2 separate regions of the Sus scrofa genome follow, and region 1 is linked to region 2. Evidence: chromatin contacts called from public HiChIP or PLAC-seq data. All regions are on one chromosome and are shown on one strand. Each heading gives the region's core, a stretch centred on a gene start, on an enhancer-like site or on the middle of the called end of the contact. The rest is flanking DNA. Distances are from core to core; before and after follow the strand shown. Region 1 overlaps OSBPL3 (oxysterol-binding protein-related protein 3). Region 2 has its middle 63 kb from the start of CYCS.

What was found. HiChIP or PLAC-seq counts read pairs in DNA pulled down with a chosen protein or histone mark.
Region 1: a contact with region 2 is called in an H3K27ac HiChIP or PLAC-seq map of alveolar macrophages. The contact joins two enhancer-like sites. A contact is called at or near these places in 1 of 47 Hi-C or Micro-C datasets (skeletal muscle) and 1 of 2 datasets of contacts at active chromatin or transcription factors (alveolar macrophages).

The regions. Positions count from the first base shown.
Region 1 is chr18:47,398,401-47,402,054 of Sscrofa11.1, forward strand. All of the region lies in intron 2 of OSBPL3 (oxysterol-binding protein-related protein 3), which reads left to right. Among named protein-coding and RNA genes, the nearest start is that of OSBPL3, 100 kb to the left of the region's middle. Within about 2 kb of position 1,266, at least 33 of the 83 cell types and tissues checked have an H3K27ac peak or open chromatin away from gene starts, as enhancers often do. A contact at or near this core is called in alveolar macrophages, where this site is marked.
Region 2 is chr18:47,230,632-47,234,295 of Sscrofa11.1, forward strand. No RefSeq gene overlaps it. Among named protein-coding and RNA genes, the nearest start is that of CYCS, 63 kb to the left of the region's middle. Within about 2 kb of position 2,025, at least 17 of the 83 cell types and tissues checked have an H3K27ac peak or open chromatin away from gene starts, as enhancers often do. A contact at or near this core is called in alveolar macrophages, where this site is marked.

The DNA.
Region 1 (3,654 bases), core at 16-2,515, 170 kb after region 2:
AACTTGTGAAATATGAGTAATTTCCTCTTGTCTTTTTCCCTCTGCCCCTTACATTTCCTTCCTAGAACTTTCAAAGTAACACATTTTAGAAGCCAGCTAGATTTAGAGAAGCATGAAAAGCTTTTGTCTCTTTTGAAAGCATTCTATAGGCCCTAGCTTTTGTTTCTTCAACCAGTATCCGTTGAGAAACTATTATTAAAAGACTGGGAGCAGGGAGACGTGACGCTACTAAGGACAGGACAGCTGAACAGGCCGCTATAAATAAGAAATGGACTCTGATTGGGAAGATCGTGGATTGTAAACAGAGCATAGCTTCCTTTTTTTTTTTTTTTTTTCCTTTTTAAAGTGTGTTGTAGCATTTGGTGTGTAAGTCAGAAATCAGGAAATGAATCTTCTAAAAGAATCGACACACTTCACTCATTATTGGAGGGGATTTGAAATGGGGAAATCGGTTGCTAGGTCAGTCCCCATACAGTTATGCAATTTATTCTTGTCACCCCCTTGTCCCTGGGATAATCTGAGGTGGCCTTTGAGCTCTCCCAGGGTCACCTGATGAGACTTTATTTATGCAGACTCTTAGATTATGCTGTTCTCTAGGGCAGCCAGGCTGGCTGGGCTTGGTGCCAGAACCCGTGAGACACACAAGTTAAGTGGGAGTTTGCCAAGCAGAGTGAGTGAAAGCTATAATGTTCAGGTGTTTATAATTTCAGCTCTCTGGGTATTGAGAATGCCTAGTTCCACTTAACTTCTTTTAATTCATCCTGTCCTTAGATGCTGAAGTTTGCCAGCTGCCTTTTGTAAGTAGGGGCTGAATCAACATCGCAAGAAAGGCCCATCCAGGAGGTGTGGCTTGGCATGATTGTTGCATTGTTCTATGACAGTCACAAGAAAGAAAAGGCAGTGAGCATTAAGTTGCTTGAGAGCCAGACCCCTGAGTTTAAATCTTGAGCTGTTAATAAGCTGTTTGACCTTGGGCAAGGTCCTTAACCCTTCTGTGCCTTGGTTTCTTATAAGCTTGTACCAGTTGCTTAGAAGAGAGCTGAGAAAGAAAAAACATTAAAAGAGAGAGAGAGAGAACCTGCCTGTAGTAAGTGCTGTGTGCAAGTGTTTGACACATAAACCCCTCACCTTCTAGAAGGAAGAGTCCCAGGAGCCCTCAAGCAGTACCACGCGGTGGCAGCTCCTCTCCTTCATCCTTTCAGCTCCAGAGCTGCTGGCACAAGGCAGAGCCAGACGGCCTGGCATCCGCCAAGGCTGCTCTGAGAAGAAGAGGCAGCAGAGGGCTCTAGGAGTTAACAAGCGTCTGATAGCATCTTTACAGCTCATAATATCCTTTCCTATTCTTCCCTGGAGTCTCAAAACAATCCAGTAGGTCTGTGTTTTTCCTACCCTGTAGAAAGAAAATATGGCTCCAATTAACTGCTGGTTCCGTGTCTAAATGGTAGAGGATCAGGCATCCTTCTTTTTGAAGGACAGCGAGTTTCTTTAGATGCTAGAAAGCTTCTTTCGAAGTTAATTCGAGTTCCCTGTGCCCTGTGTACAGATGACCAGGGTTTTGTGGCTGATGTTGTGTCACTGTTTTCTTTCTTCTCCACACCCGTGGCCGGGATTGAATCCTAGCCGCTGCAGAGACACTGCCAGATCCTTTCCCCACTGCTCCACAGCGGGAACTCCAAATGATGATTGTTTAAACAAGCCTCCAGAAGCCAGCACCTCCATGAATGCAGGGCTAAGAGTAACACAGATGAGGGAAACAGCTGTAAGGAGCCCTCAGGTCTGACTGTCTGGACCTGTTTGTTTTTTTTTTTTTTGTCTTTTGTCTTTTTTGTTGTTGTTGTTGTTGTTGCTATTTCTTGGGCCGCTCCCGCGGCATATGGAGGTTCCCAGGCTAGGGGTTGAATCGGAGCTGTAGCCACCGGCCTACGCCAGAGCCACAGCAACGCGGGATCCGAGCCGCGTCTGCCACCTACACCACAGCTCACGGCAACGCAGGATCGGTAACCCATTGAGCAAGGGCAGGGACCGAACCCGCAACCTCATGGTTCCTAGTCGGATTCGTTAACCACTGCGCCACGACGGGAACTCCTGGACCTGTTTTTTTCTGGTTCTCTGGGCCCAACAGAGAAAAATAATTAACTATATATTCTGTCGTAGTTTTTCAGATGTCCCCTTTCTGAGCCTTTACTTCTTCTTGCTGCCTATTTTTGGGTCATACATATGCTTGTGACATTATTCCCTGAAAGGAGGAAGGGCAAAGATAAAAGACTCAATTCTCAATATACAGCTACACTGAGTAAATCTTGTAAAGGAAAAACAAATCAATGTTTGATATGGGAAGACATTTAGACCAGCAAAAATGGTATATATATTTGTCAGAGTTTCTTTGTCACTTTACGTGTCCACAAATGACAGACAGTCCGCTGCCTTCCACAGTCTGGAGAACACCAAACTCTTCAAACACTTCTAGAAATTACTGAACTGTCCAAACTGTTCTGAAATTCCAGAATGGCAGGTACAGCAAATACATTTTAGTGGGCTGTAGAGACACTGCTTTGATAGCAACTACACGAGGTGCCTTAAGAGAATCAGTGCATTTATTCACGGTTGGCTTTGACCCCAGTGCAGAATCCAGGAAGGCGGGACTCTGTCTCAGATGCTTTTGTTGAAAGCACAGCTCATGAGCTGTGCAGTGACTGGAATTTTCTGTAGGTGCTGTTGATGCAGTTGTGAACTGAACTGACTCAACAGTTTTGTTTTCCCCAGGGAGGGGAAAGTCTGAGGCTACTTCAGTGATAAGATGCTATTAAAATAATAAAGGCCCAGAAATGACCATGTAAGTAAAACAGAGGCAAAACAGCAGACTTCCCAAGAGTAACCTGGTATCTCTCTAAGGTCCTCTCCACCCTGGCCCTACCTTGGAGTCCAGCTGTGTCTCCCTCTGCTCCTCTACCCAAGCCCTCGCCACAATCAAAATCACCTCCTCTCTATTCTCACCCCAGATGAGTCACTTTCTTGGCACTCCGTGCCCTAGTGGTGGTCCCTCTTGCCCCATGTAGTAACTGGCTGAATGGGACCCTCCCCCACCCCAAGTTATATTCACCTCCTAGGCCTTGGAGCCTGTGAATGTTACCTTATTTGGTAAAAGATGGAATTAATTTAAGAATCTTCAGGTGAGGAGAGCATCCTGGATTATCCAGATCAGCCCCAAACTCAGTGACCAGGGTCCTCATGAGAAACACACAGGAGGAGTTCCTTTGTGGCGTAGCAGGTTAAGGATGCTGAGTTGTCACTGCATCGGCTCTGGTCGATGCTATGGTGCTGGTTTGCTGCTGTGATCCCTGAAAAAAAAAAAGAAGAAGAAGAAGAAACACACAGAAGACAGAAGAGGGAAGAAGGTGACGTGACGATGCAGACAGAGGTTAGAGTGAAGGGGCTACAAGCCAAGGACTGGCAGTGCCGCCAGAAACTGGAAGAGGCCAGGGATGCTGTTACAGACTGAACGTTAGTGTCTGCGTGTCTCCTCCCACCACCGCCCCCGACCGCCCCTCCCACTCACATGTGGAAGCTCCAACCCTGCACGTGCTGGCATTGAGAGGCAGGGCCTTTGGGGGTAATTAGGTTTAGATGGGGTCTTGAGGGTGGTGCCTTCACGAT
Region 2 (3,664 bases), core at 775-3,274:
CCCGATTTTTACCTTTTAGACCAGGTGTCGTTATCCCAGTTGTCAAAAGGATGGGGGAAATCTCTTGGGTAAAGTTTTCTGCCAGGGGCTAAGATGGCATGAGGTGGGCTGGGGGTGGGAGTCTCCCTAGGAGAAGCGTGACTCTGCGTATTGATTGAAAGTTCAAGGGGAAAAAACCAATGTCATACAGTGACTTCCTGAAGGAGTTGGTGCAATTTGATGTGAATACGGCATCCTCTTTGTTCCTGCCCAAGGAACCTGTTCTCAGCCTTTTGTAGCCACTGGTTTTGAAAGCTTCTCTCTGCTCCTTTCCGTTTAGCACAGCAACATTTTTAAAAGACAGAACAACAACTGAAAGGGAGGACTGATGTTAACAGATTTTATGGTGGCTTATTTATGGAGAAAGCCCTGAAACTCGCCCAAGGCGATTTTCCTTTAGAACCCTGCCAGCATGAATGATTGGTATTCAATTATTTACAGACTTCTTTGCCATCCCTTTTATTTGTTTTTCTCCACAGCACCTTAATGTTGATGGCTTCAGATGGGATAATGTATATAGGAAAAGAGTTGAAAGTACAGAAAGAGGAAATTATTGTATCGTTATGACTCTGACTGTATTCGTAGTTTTCTCTGTAACACAGTTACAGGCGTTCATCGTTCCAGAGAGCAGAGGTTGGAAAGCAATGGACTAGCTGAGACTTGCTCCATGTCAGAGAAAAGGCTGAGACAGAGAATACAGGCGTCTTCCTAAAACTGCTCTCCGACGGTGATGTCCATGACCTTGACGGATCGCACAGGATCCCCACTTCCACTGAGCATGTGCGTTTGTGCTCAAGTGCCCCTTGAGGGTCAGGAAGGTTTTTCTTTTCTTTTTTCCTTTTTTTGGGGTCTTTTTAGGGCCGCACCTGCAGCATATGGGGGTTCCCAGGCTAGGGGTCGGATCGGAGCTGTAGCCACCGGCCTACGCCACAGCCACAGCAATGCCAGATCCTTAACCCACTGAGCGAGGCCAGGGATGGGGAACCCGCCTCCTGGTGGGTTTGTTACCACTGAGCCCCGACGGGAACTCCTGGAAAGTTTTTCCATTGCAGGAATCTCTTTGCTGATGTTTGCTGTATTCCTAGTGGTGGCCAGTTTACCATCAATTTCATCATTAATTTCACCATTAATTTGTCAGTCCATAACTAGCTCATTCCCCACATAGCCTGGTCCTTCCTCATAATCTTCTCTCTGGTGTCACCCTTCCACCGACCCATGTAGCCACTAGTTGACGTAATCAGCGACTCACAGCTTGTTCTCTGTGATGACACTCTGGCCGGTCCCTCTGTGCCCAAGCCTTAAGGGTCTGTGACTTCCTGCCACACCCTGTAGCACACTCCCTGCCTCGTGGCGAAGGGACTGGCACTTAAACTATCCCAGTGCTCTGGGCAGTGCTATTTAATGTTTCACACCCTCTGCTCAGTGTGACTCATTCTGTAAGTACAGGCAGGCTGAGCTTTTTCATGCTGCTTATTTTACCTTGAGCGCATTCAAGGCCAACGATGGACCCTTGTTATTGCTCTTCTAGGCCTGCACAGGCACCCCCTTGTTTGCAATTATGGAGTCATGGAGCCAAAAAAGGGGAACATCTACTACCTGAGAAAATGAAGCCAGCCCTGGGCCCCAGTACTTCTGCAGCTGGGGGCAGGGCTTCGTCACTCCTGCATTCCAGGGAGAGGGACTGTCTCCAGAGAAGGTGTCAAGGACGAATGGGGGGATGGCACTCCCCCCCCCCTTGCTGGCAGCTCAGCAGGGGCACCTCTCCCCTTCAGTCTGGGTAGGGGACACGCTGAGCATCTCTCTGCTGATCAAGGCTAGCACTCACTCTCCAGTTCCTTTGTGCTGGGGATGCTACCGGAAGTAGAGTTCACAGGGTCCTCAGGGCTGAATCTGTCTTGGCAGGGATGCTGCTGCTAGTTCTTCGGGCACCTTTTTGGGAGTTGGTTGGAAAAGGGACGCCTTCCTCAAGGCTCTATACTGCCATCTGTTGGAATGTTGTTGTAATACAAGTGCTCATACACAGCGAGGGCAGGAATGGGGCTCTTGAGCAGGTGCAGCATGGTGGTGGGAGGTGGATGAGGGACAGTGAGTGAAGCTTGGCTTTGTGACTTCAGTGGAGACCAGGCCTGGATGGGCCACACAATCTTGCACAACTGGCACGTGCGTGGTGTGCGTGGGTCTGACAGTGGCCTGGCTCAGGACTTGGCCCTCACGTCACAGGCTTTTCTGAGGCTTCCGGCACATCAGCAGAGGGGGAAGGAAGGTGTGCTGGCGAGCACAGGTGGGTCCATTGCTGGGAGCAGCAATTAAAAATGTAGTCTGAAGCAGGGTACCGGCACTCTCTGTCTCTGCTGGAACCAGTAGGCTCTTGTGGGGTGAGGGTGAGGCCTAGGGGTCCTTCAATGCTGCAGGCTGGGGCTTGCGCCAAATACCATTTGGCTGCCATTATTGTGGTCAGTTATGCTCCTAGGCCCCTGTCCTGGGAAAATACTTGTAAAACCACGAATGCCTGCTATGACCTTAGAGGCTCCTTATCATCCATCCCCAAAGTAAGCTAGGTTGACCATTTTTAGCCCCCTCTGCTAGACCACTGCCAATCGCCATCGGGGGCTCTTTCCTCTGGCCGAGGCCACCTTACTGCTGCAAAGAGAAGAGGACAGGCAGGCAAGAGAACACGATTTAAGAGAGCCCTCTTCTCTAGGTCCTTCCAAGGGAGGAGGGGACAGGAGCAGAAGTTGTTGAGCTTTAGGCCTTTGCGTGCTGGACTTTGCATGCTTTTTTTTTTTTTTAAGAATTTAAAATTACAATTTTTTTCTTCTTATTTTAACCATGTTTTAATTGAAGGATAGTTTACAATGTTGTGTTAGTTTCAGGTTTACAGCAAAGTGATTCAGATACATACATATAAATATGTATTTATGTATATAAAATATATTTATATATAAATTATAAGATATATATTTTATAGGTATATAAATATATATCTTTTGTATATATAAAATATATATATTCTTTTTCAGATTCTCTTCCATTATAGATTATTACAAGATATTGAATATAGTTCCCTGTGTTATACAGTAAATCCTTGTTGTTTATTTTATATATAATAGTACATATCTATTAATTCCAAACTCCTTATTTATTTCCCCCCCTTCCTGTTATCCTCTTTGGTAACCATAAGTTTGTTTTCTATGTCCGTAAATTTATTTCTGTTCTGCAAGTAAATTCATTTGTACCCTTTTTTAAGATTTCACATAAGTGATATATGATATGTATGTCTTTCTCTGTCTTACTCCACTTAATATAGTCTCTAGGTCCAACTATGTTGCTGCAAATGGCATTATTCATTCTTTTTTATGGCTGAGTAATATTCCACTGTATATATGTACCACATCTTCTTTATCCATTCCTCTGTCAGTGGGCATTTAGGTCGCTTCCATGTCTTGGCGATTGTAAATAGTGCTGCAGTGAACATTGGGGTGCATGTATCTTTTCAAATTATGGTTTCTCTGGATATATGCCAGAAGTGGGTTTGCTGGATCATATGGTAGTTCTATTTTTAGTTTTTTAAGGAACCTCCATATCGTTATGCATAGTGGTTGTATCAATTTACATTCCTAATGAT